Linked DNA regions of Canis lupus: region 1 is linked to region 2. Evidence: chromatin contacts called from public Hi-C data. All regions are on one chromosome and are shown on one strand. The core of a region is the stretch at or near the end of the contact, and the rest is flanking DNA. Distances in the headings are between cores, read along the strand shown. Region 1 holds the start of MAPKAPK3 (MAP kinase-activated protein kinase 3). Region 2 overlaps DOCK3 (dedicator of cytokinesis protein 3).

Evidence for each region. Hi-C and Micro-C count contacts between places; a contact is called where the count stands out from the background.
Region 1: a contact with region 2 is called in a Hi-C map of skin fibroblasts, with 2.4 times the contacts expected there. The contact joins the promoter of MAPKAPK3 here to the enhancer-like site in region 2.

What each region holds. Positions count from the first base shown.
Region 1 is chr20:39,161,551-39,166,724 of UU_Cfam_GSD_1.0, forward strand. It overlaps MAPKAPK3 (MAP kinase-activated protein kinase 3), which reads right to left and starts at 2,243. Exons shown (of 11, transcript XM_038566336.1): 1 at 1,924-2,243; 2 at 1,402-1,669. The coding sequence starts at 1,617. LOC102152043 (a long non-coding RNA gene) reads right to left here. Exons shown (of 4, transcript XR_005374445.1): 3 at 4,901-5,089; 4 at 2,865-4,729.
Region 2 is chr20:38,624,942-38,630,720 of UU_Cfam_GSD_1.0, forward strand. It overlaps DOCK3 (dedicator of cytokinesis protein 3), which reads right to left. Exons shown (of 53, transcript XM_038566321.1): 40 at 3,597-3,738; 41 at 2,206-2,372; 42 at 1,988-2,074; 43 at 1,347-1,526; 44 at 632-715; 45 at 392-508. Among named protein-coding and RNA genes, the nearest start is that of MANF, 22 kb to the left of the region's middle. Within about 2 kb of position 3,855, at least 2 of the 20 cell types and tissues checked have an H3K27ac peak or open chromatin away from gene starts, as enhancers often do.

The sequences.
Region 1 (5,174 bases), core at 993-3,492, 530 kb after region 2:
CACTTTTCCCCTAAAGGAATCAGAGATAAGGCCCCACCCCCCACCCCATTCCACTGCTGGGTTAGTAGATGAGGAAGCTGTGCCCAAGGCTCAGCCTCACCAGCCCAGCCCTGAGCCTCCTCCAGACCCATCCTATCAGCCCTAGTGCCTCCAGGAAAAACACAGGGAGTTGGACCCAGGTCCCTGCTCAGATACTTGCAAACACTGTGCCTTAAATAAGTCCTCCAGGCCTGCATCAGGCCTAGTACCAATTACTCTACAGGCATCATCTCATTCCAAGCTCACATCAACTCTTTATCTTTCCCCCTAAGCAGAGGCAGAAACCTTGTTTCCAGAGTCCAGGACCTAGTCCAAGGTCACAGAGCTGGTAAATGCAGGCCAGAGATTAGAGCCACATATTCAGAACTCTGCACTCAGGCTCATAACTATAATGTCTGTAAAATGAGAAGATCATTTGCAGTATTCTAACCTCCAGGAGCCACTTTCCTTGCTATGATCTACCTGTCCAGGTGGCCAATGGCACAAACTGCTCTTGAGTGAAGCTCCCAGTGGCAACAGATTCAAGGCATTCTGGGTATGGGGCAGGGTCCTGGGCCCGGAACTAAATGACTTAAGCCAGAAATATGTGGCTAGATCAGCCACCCCCAGAACTCCCTGGATTCCACCTGTATCAGTGAGTTCTTTACCAGGCCTCCAGGGAGCCTGTGGTGTGACATGGATAGAGCTGGCCTGCCCTCCGCCCAGGAACCAGGGTGAGTCAGGCTTGGAGGAAGACCTGCCCTTTTCGACGTAGGGCCAGTGACTCAGCTGGAGCCCATCAGCAGCCTCCTGTTCACAAGTGTGATGGGCACCCTCCTTGCCCACCAGCCAGTCCTGGGAGGCTCCCACCCCCTACTCTAGCCCATGCCATCAGGGGCCACAAGAGAAAGCAGCCTCACCCCAAGGCTTGGTGGGGACTCAGCCTCAGATAGAGGGAAACTCAGATCCATTCCAGTCAAAAGAGTTTCTCATGAAAAAAAAAAAAAAAAGAGCTTCATATGGAAGGAACAACCTTCCTTCCAAGTAAGCCCCTCCCCCCCACCTTTGGTCAGAACACAGAGGCCCAGCCACAAACCCAGAGTCAGGAACCACTCCTTCCCTGTTTCCGGGACCAACAGACTCTACCCATACTGACTCCACCCCTTGCTCTCTGGGACACCCTGAGTTTAACTGGACTAAGCTTTGTTTCCCCCATCTGTAAAGCAAGGAGAACCAGGAGCCTGACCTAACAGGGGAGTGTGAGAAGGAAAGGAGATACTGATCCTAAGAAGCTTAGTAGGGTCCTGGGCATATCTTGGTGCACCCCCAGGCCTCTGCTGTTGGGCCCTCCAGGTACCCACGGAGCAGTGAGGGGCCACTGACCTTCAGGGCACATTTCTGCCCAGTGCGCCTGTGGAAGCACTCCAGCACCTTGCCGTTCACACCCAGGCCCAGCACTTGCTTGGACAACTGGTAGTCATCGGTCACTGCATACTTCTTGGGCTCCCGCCGCCCCCCGAGGGCAGGAGCGCCAGCTGAGCCAGGTCCGCAGGGTGCTCCTTGAGGGGGCACAGGCTCCTCTGCTGTCTCACCATCCATGGCCCCCGCGGGGCGCTCAGAGGCGACCCCAGCCTGGCGCGTCCGGGGTCACCTAGGGGGTAAGAGAAGAATGAGTTCGGCCTAGACTCCTCCAATACACCCCAGCCTGGAGCCCCTGAGCCTGGCGGGGCTGCGGGCAGCGGACTGCGCCGGGAGCCGGGCGGGAACTGTCCGAAGTACGGACGCGAGGCAGGGGGCGGTGGTGGCGCGACGGGGCGTAGCGAGTCCTGCGGGACACCTGGCAGGAGGGGAAGGGGCTGCGCGCCGGAGGGCGTGGGAGGTAGAGGGGGCCCTAGGAGGGCGTACCTGGCGAGGCCGTCCCTGCCAGCAGAGTACCTGGCTGGCGCCGGCGAGGGGCAGGGTCCGCGGTCCCGGGAGCCCCGGGCGCGAGCGCCTAGAGCCGAGTCGCGCCGGCCGCAGCCCACGTGACCGCCCCCCACCCCCCACGAGCGTCCCGGACTTGGGGCCCGGCTCGGTCAGCCTTAAAGGGCCAGGCGGGCCCTGGCAGGACCGGGCGGGCAGGAGCCCTCGGCGGGCCCCGCCCCGGAGCCTGGGCAGAGCAGGAGGCGTGGCTTCTCCAAGGGGGCGGAAACCTCCTGGCTCCGGGCCCCCAGCGGCCCGCGAGGACTGCGCCAGCCCCGGAGTTTGCCAGCGACCTAGGAAGTGACAGCGCAGAAACTCTTGTTTCTCTTGGAGCTTCAGGAAGCCCTGGAGTCGGGCGTGTTCTCTGCACCCTGCCGACCGCCCTCCAGCAAGGCTCGTACGGCTTGCGACTTCCTTAGTGGTGGCCCACCGCCAGCGTACCTAAAGTCCTAATTTTTGCCACCAGGCAGAGTGAAATGGCATTTCGTTGTGATTCTCCTCTTTCCAATCCCTGGGGGTTCTGGATGTCTTTCACATTGTGTGCATCTCCTGCTCATATCTGTGGCTTATTTTTCCCCTTGGGATACACAGGGTACTTAGACCAGATATCCTAAATTCTCATTTTGCCAGATCCATTAACTTTTCACTTTATACTTTGAGCTTTTGGTGTCGTGTTTGAAAAGTCTCCTCCTCCTACTCTATATACTCCATATTAGCTATGGTGCTGCCGTTCACTTTTAGGTTTCTATTCTGAGCCCATCTTAGGTATTTTGAGCCAGTTTTTCCATCACAGGCTGTTAAACAACTCTTATTTCACGGATGAGGAAACTGAGCAACCTCCCCCCCCCCCCCCCCGCCTCCCCCACCACACACCCAGAGGAAACAACTTGTATAGAGCCGCAGGGGGTGTTGCTCTCTGCTGAGACAAATCTGCACTCTTCCAGCACACCGCGCCCATTCCCCAACCCTCAGGCTGAGGGACTGGAACTTGGTGGCTCACTTAGGACTGGGTGGGTGAGGCCTGGGTCAGGGTCCCTGCGCGAGCCTCTGCTGCCATCTACAGGCCACTGTCAGGACTGCAGGCACTGAGGCCTCGGCCCCTCCCGTGCCTCGGAGACCTTCCTGCTGTTGGTAGGATTGGGCCCAGACAGCTCTCCCACCAACTTCCCCATACCCCAGCACACACGCAGGTGGATGCACGTGGACTCCTGGGCTGAAGATCCAAGGCTCTTCAGATCAGCAGTTCCTGGAGAACTGGCACCTGCTCTGTACAGGGGTTGAGCCAGAAGAAAGGGCCCGGCACTCTGCCCTGTCGCCTTGAGACAACCTTCAGGCTAGAAGAGTTTGGTGAAACAGAAACCCTGACGATGGCCTCAACTTACTGAACCCTTTTCTTGGATCAGACACTGAGAGGGTGTTCTACCTGGGAACTCCATGATCTCACTGGGACCAGAGGCGACAGGGTTATACCCACGTCATGCAGTCTACAGGACAGACACGCAAGACAGACAAGACCTGAGAGATCAAGCAACCAGCCTGAGATCAGTAAGTCTCATGGCAGGGTCTCCATCCGAACCCCCAGAGAACAATTCCAGGGCCCAGCTCTCACCCTCAAATGATGCCCTCCTGTCCTGTGCCTTCCTGTCCCCTCCCACATCCACTTGTACAAATATGCTCTTACACATGTTCACAGATGCACAAGCACAGATTTGCACATGTGTACAGACACATGGGCATACATATGCACCACACACACACACACACACACACACACTCACATTTATGCCCAGCTGGACCCAGACCTCGGTCCCTGAGCCCCATCTCAGAATCTGATCTAAGATCTCAGAGATTTGGAGGAAGCTCCGTGATCTGGAAGCTTCTACAGCTTGGAGAGTGGAGATGGATCCTCCCTCTAAAGGTGATGGTTTGGGCCAGATGAACCCAAAGCTGAGCAAGATCTTTCTGGACAAGCAGGGTCCTACTCACAAGCAGAGCGCTGAGGGTGGGGGCTGGCTCCTTTCCCAGCCAAATTATCTCAGTGTATGCTGTGATTGCTATCTTAGTTTCTAAAAATCGAATCTGATTATAATTGTTCTAAACATCTTATAATTGTATTTTTTAAGTGATCTCTTTTTAATTCAAATTTTACTTGCATAAGTAAAACTTCCTTGTTACAATAAATTCAGACCATAGGGAAATGTGAAAAGTAAGCAGTGGTGGTGATCCCTGTCCCTTTACAGTCTCCACCACCAATGCCAATGCTTACACAAGCACACACACATGTCCCACATAGGTCCATCATAGATGTTCTGAACTATTGATTCAACCCAAGAGACTCAGAATACATGGTTTCCCCTAGATGCTCATTTTCTAGCAACCACTTGCATACTGGTGTGAGAATTCACTATTTGGGATGGCTGGGCCAGGATAGGGGTGGGTTCATGGTGGCAGACTTTGTTAAAGGGGTCCAGTGTGTGTGTGCGCGCGCGTTTATCAAGGAGTAGGGATGGGGAGTAGAGGACTGAATATACATACCCCCGACACATATACACACATACACACCTGTGTGGACTATTCTTCAGGGAGAGGAAAGGCTGAAATGAGGAGACTAGAGAGACCAAATGAGCCACACTTTGAGGAAGGCACTGCTGTGTATTATTATTGTGATGACCCATCTTGTGACTACTCCTGGTGGGGAGGAGCAGGGACTCCCTGCAGCAAGGTGCAAGGAGTGCCAGGAGGGGTTATCCTGGAGAGAACAAGAAAATTTGACAAGTGAAACTGAGAGGAATTACCACTGGGTGGCATTGTGGGCCCAGCAGTCAGAGCAGGGTTGGGTAGGGAGTAACCAGAGCAGGAATGGTGATAAGATGGCCAGGAACCCACAACACCTGGGGCAAAACAGGGGCACACCACATACCAAGCAGAGACGTGAGGTGCTTAACTCTGTCAAATTCACAAAAGGTGGTTGGAGGGCAAAATCCTTGGGGCCCTTTAACCCACAGAACTGCTTAATCACTGACATCTGTAAGGGAGCTTCCAAGGGGACAGCTGTGGTGCTCTGACATTGACTGGCAGGGAAGCTTCACCGAGGGCCTTAAAGCTGGACCTTGAAGGATACCTAAGAGTTGTTAGGTCAGGGCACCTAGATAGGATGGGTGGGGGGGGGTGGACTGGGCTCCAAGCACCAACTC
Region 2 (5,779 bases), core at 2,605-5,104:
AAAGAGGGAGATGGGGAGAGAGGGCTGGCTCAGGCTATGCCTTACCTCTGCAGGGTCTTGGGATGAAAAATATCTCCAAAGAGATATCTACGTGTGGGCCTTATACTTTAGCTCTTTTCTTTCTCATATGAAAATCTCTCGTCACCAACACAGTATCTTGAAAAATGTTCTTTCCCTTGAATCTGACTCCTCCTCAGGGAGGGGAGTGAATGAGGGGATCCTGGGCATCCTTCCCCTGGATAGAGCACTCACCTCTGCCTCCTGCCCCTCTGTGGTGGGAACAGCTTTCTTTCACATTCCCCGCCCCTCTCCCCTTCCTTTGGCTTGTGGCACTCTGCAGGAAATGACACCCTTTTCTACTGCAGCAGGGGCATGACAGGGATCAGCTTACATGGTAGAGACTGGCACGCATCATCTGGAACTGATCAATCAGCTTCTTATGCAGGGGGCGCATCTCTGGGTGCACAAACTTCTCGTGAACTGCCAGCCCAACTCCAAGGACGTGGACCTATTAGGGTGACAGACAAGGCCACTCTGCAAGCCAAGGGGGTAGCCCTTGAGAACTACAGGCATCCTGTGGTACATAGCTGTTCCCTTCTGGCCACTGGCCTCTAAGCTCTGCAAGACATACCTGCTCCTGCATGAGCTCCTTGAGCTGAGTAATTTTCTCTGCATCTCCTGGGTGCTTGGTGATATAATCTTTATCAAAGAAAGCCTGTGAAAGGAAAGGCTAAGTCAGGAAGACTCTTTTCAGGACTACCACTTACAGGAGGTCTGGGAAGCCTGAGTGTAAAGTGCCTCTTGAAAGGCAGATCCTCCCCCCTCACAGGTATACACACCATCTCTAGTCTGGCCTGCTTGAACCTCCTGCAATCACAGGTGTGTTTTTTGTACCTAAGAAGGACTGAAGGTAGCCAAATAATTTAATCCTGGAGGGCTGGTCCCAGTCCCTCAGGGAGCCTGGATGGCCTGCGTGGGGCAGGCAGGGCTTGTGGTCAGGGTGTGGGACCACTCTCTTAGCCACACACAACTTGCTTCTTGTGAAGGGCTGAGCTCCAGGGCTCCTCTTGGAGGCCACTTAACACCTTCCATAATCAGACAGATTACCCATCTGTCAGAGTTCAGAGAATAAAAAAGAAGAGAAGGCCCCCTGGGAGAGCCAGGCCACAGAAAAAGGGAGTGGTAGGGAACTTAAAAGCCTTACCCCTGGACCATCCTCAGTCAACTGAGGCACAGTGAGGAGAGGGCTAGTTGGGAAAGCTGTCTTAGGAGGTTGGAGTCTCAAGAAGAGGCACCCAACCCACCTTCCCAGCAAGATCATGGGTTTGGTCCAGGACCTAGCTCACCTCTTGGTAGCGTGCAATGCCCCCATTGACAGCTGCATCGATGACACCATTCAGGCACATGCTGAGCAGGTTGATGTTGCCATGCACCTGTTTGTGTTGATACTGGCTGATGAGGGCCCGTAGCTCCTGGTTCTTATTCTCAACCACTTGGATGGCATTCTCCAGAGGACTTACCTCCACCTGAGGGCACACAGCATACAGTGTCATCTCAGGTACAATGACAACCCTTCCCTTAGCATAGTCCTAAGAGCAGTGGTGATCTAAGACCAGTGGTGCTGATTCCCACCCTTGTTCCTGTGGATTTAAGATTCCTTGACCTCTTTTGAATTTTTTCTTCTGATCTGTAGGTACTTAGAAGTACAGTAAATAGTGAAGAGCACCAGTTCTGAAGTCTGAGAGCTCTGGCTTCCTGAACCTCGGAGAATAGTTTCCACATATGTAAACTGGGAGATTAAAAATACTTGCTGCCTAGGGATGTTATGAGGATTCAAAGAGAGAAGGTGTACAGAGCTGCTGGCATAGGATTGGCTTGTGGCAGCCCAAGCCAGGCAGGTGGCTGAAGCTCGCTTTCTGTCTTCAGTCCTTAAAGGAAGGTCCCCAAAGCCAGGGCTGAGGGTCAGCACATCTGAAACATATCTCACCAATTCCCTCCTCTCCACTTCGAACCACCGAGAGATGCCGGGCAAGCTGTGGGTGAGGGTCAATGTGGTGCGCTCGATCCACAGGCTCTGTAAGGAGGGCACAGGCGGGTACAGGCCATTAAGCAATTTTTGCCGTGCCTGCCTGCCTGCCTGAAGGATGAGACACTGATGAGATTCCAAGAAAGTGGGGCTTGCCCGGCTTTCCTAGAGTTGTTCACCTTGAATTCATTTTCCTTGTCCTTGGGGCCTTTGTGAAAAGGCCTGTCGTACCGGAACTTCCTCACATTGTTGACACGGTAGAAGCTCTTGACGCGATCTGGGACCCTATCCATCTGCAGGACATCCACATAATCTGGAATGGGTGTCACTGCGTAGATCTGCAAGTCTGGGCAGGAAGTAAAGGGGAAACCCAGGCTTGCCAGAAAAATGGATCTGAGTACTCACCCCCGTTATCCCCTAAAGGAGAAGAGAATACCACAGCCCCTGTCCCCTACTGGTGGCAGCAGATGCATCTCAAGGGCCAGATGAAACCCAAGTGCAGTTAGACCAAACCTCCCTATCTGTTTCCTCTTCCTGCTCTAGCACTGCGTCTCCTGAGCACCAGCCAACATGAGATGTCAATAGCCAAGAAAAAATGGAAAGGGGTCAGGAGAATGCAGGTGCCCACCCTGCAGGAGCAAGAAAGTTGCAAGGGCCAGGGCCTGCCCACTGTAGGTAAACTGTATTTCCTGAAGAAGAATCTTTTAATAACAGTACTTTTTGGGGGATCCCTGGGTGGCGCAGAGGTTTGGCGCCTGCCTTTGGCCCAGGGCGCGATCCGGAGACCCGGGATTGAATCCCACGTCGGGCTCCCGGTGCATGGAGCCTGCTTCTCCCTCTGCCTGTGTCTCTGCCTCTCTCTCTCTCTGTGTGTGACTATCATAAATAAATAAAAATAAAAAAAAAACAGTACTTTTTGGGGTCTTTGTGGAGAGATATCATGGGAGTCCACCTGCTCTCCCATCTCTGGAACAAGCCTGTACAGTCATCATGACTGTCATGAGGTCTCCAAGGAAGCTATGTGAAGGGGAGGAGGGAAAGGCTAGTGTTTGCAACCAGACTTCCAAGTGCCACTAAAACCACAGGCACTCCCCATCGCCTTCCCGACTCCCTCCACATCCACTCCCAATGCTGTACCTCAGTCCTCCTCACAAAGACAAGGCATAATAACAGATGCACATAGAAGCAGGGCACAGAAGTGGTGGTTATCCCTGTGGTAAGAGCCTTGGTGGACCCTAAATCATCCTGTTATGTGACTGTTCCTAGATGCCTAGACAGGTCCTTCACAGGGCAAGGTAGGGACTAAGGTAATGGTAGCAGTGAACCTCAGGGATAAAGGTCCCCCTGAAGCTCTACTTAGGCACTCCATGGCTAAGGGCATGCCATGGCTGCCTCTGTGAGGCATGAGGGCCCTCCTACATGTGGGTTCAGTGATGAGGACACACTCTATTCAGGACGTATGGGTAATCTAGTCTGTAAGGCCAACAACACAGCAGAGACACAGCTGACTGGGTGGGCCTCACCTCCCAGGATCCCAAAATGCCATCCCCCACCAAGCATCAAAAGATACACTGGGCATCACACTGCAGGATGGCATCGTCAGGGTGGTTGGGGTGCTGCATGGCAACAGCCTGTGGGAACTCGCTGAGCATCCTCTGCTGGAAGGCCTCCAGCCTCTCGTAGTCATGGCCTCGGCACACGTATTCTTTGTTCTGCCACAAACAAGAGAACATGCTCTATGCCTTGCCTCCAGTCTCCTGCCTCCACATGGCTGTCATCAGCTACTCACATCACAAGCATGTCCTAGGAGCTCCTGTGATAGGCATAGCAGTCAGTCCCTGCCCTAGGGGAAGCGATGATCAGAAGGAGGGGGACAGACAAAGGTAGACTTGCACTGTGATGTGGCAACCTGGAGGCAGGGCACAGGCTGTGGGAAGCTTGGAGGAGGGAGGGTATCTTACCCAGGAAGGGATTGAGGTGGGGGGGGGCGGATTTTAGAAAAAGTCACGCCTGAAGGGAGTACTGAAAGGCCCAACTGGGTCAGCTCTAAGAGAGAAGTGGGGAAGGGCACTCTGTGTGGGTACAGTGACAACCAGGGCCTGCTTTGGAAGGACTACTTTTATTAGCTGGGAAAACAGTCTAAATATCGCCCAGTGTTCAGTAGGTATTCAACAATTACTCATTGCACTGGCAATAAATTCCTTTGCAATTACATCAGCAGAACAAACTGTTAGGACATCATCCTAACTACACATTTCTTAAAACCTTGTGTTACATCATATTTGGTTTGAGTTAGGTCTCAGTTTCTCTCCTGGTGGGCTGATGACATGACAAGGCGCCCTCAATCCTGATGCTCTGCCTACCTCACAGCTGGTCACGCATGAGTGAGTGGAAAACTCGTTCAGACCTCTGGTGACATGGGTCTGCCTGCCTAGCTGCCTCACTAGATTCACTTTGACAAAGTGGCATCAGGCATGGCAACCCCTCCTCTTGGCATATTTTCAGAGGAAGAGAGACAGAAAGGTCCATAGGGCCAGCCATATACTTACCGGTACGGGGATGATCACTGGCCAGGCCTTGGAGGACCTTAAATTTTTTTGGAATAGAACCTCTGCCCCCTTTTCACTTCCCCTCTTACTATGGGAGAACTCAGCTAAGGCTGGGCCACATGTCTGGATGGATCAGAATGAAAATACCAGAAGAGAAGTCAAGGTCAGGAGGAGCAGGCTGGCCTCTCTGGTGGAACACACCAACAGTCAAAGGACAAGAGACATTTCTAAGTCCCTTGCCTGATAAGCAGAACTAACAAAGAAGATAATGATAAAGAACTGGTCTTTTCATATCAACTTGCAAATGTACTATCCTTACCAGTATTTATTCATGGGTCAAATGAAGAGAAATAGAAATTCCCCCAAGAAGGGAGGGCTGGATGTTTTCCTGACTCTGAGCAGATTAGTAGATAATCTCGCTTTGTGAAGCGAGAGAGGCAGATGGTCCAGAGAAACCAAGCTGACAGAGCCAAAGTAATAGATGGCCTATGTGTTCAAAGGAGGTGAGGGAGTGGCCTAGCTTTCTGGGGAAGACTCAGCAGGAGGAAGGCACATAGCATCGACCTTGAGGCTCGTTGTTGGTTTCAAGTTTGCCTGCATAATCTTCATGTGAGACAGATCTGGCTGCCATTGCTTTGTACTTGGTCCTTGCCATCTACCAGGCAAAACAGCTACCTCCACTGGGACTTATTCCATTTGCCAAAGATTAACTGAGCAGCTGCAGTAAGGGAAGGCAGCATGTGGCTAGGCCAGGCAGATCTGTATGCATGAAACATAGCTCCTAGGAACTGCACCTTGTGTGGAGATGGTGATGGACTGAAGTGTGACGTTTCCTAATACCCACTGCTATTTTTCCTCCATTACTGGCACCACTGAACATTCAGACCGTTGTTTCCAAGCATTATTTGGATGGGCCAGATGCATGCTCTGCATGTCGTGAAACACCGAGATGCCCTGTGACATGAGCATGTGGGGTGGAAGCCAGGGAAAACTATGATGGAGACCTCTGTTTGGCAGAGACAGAAATGAGGATACCAGGGCCCGATTTTGTAACATCCAAAATAATGATGTTTGATTGATGATGATTTTAAGAGTAAAATCTGGTTTTGATATACAAATTATGGGACCGAACAACGAGAATAAAATGACAATAAAGCATAATTTTCAAAGACAAAATGAGAAAGAAGTTATAAGGCCAGAATCA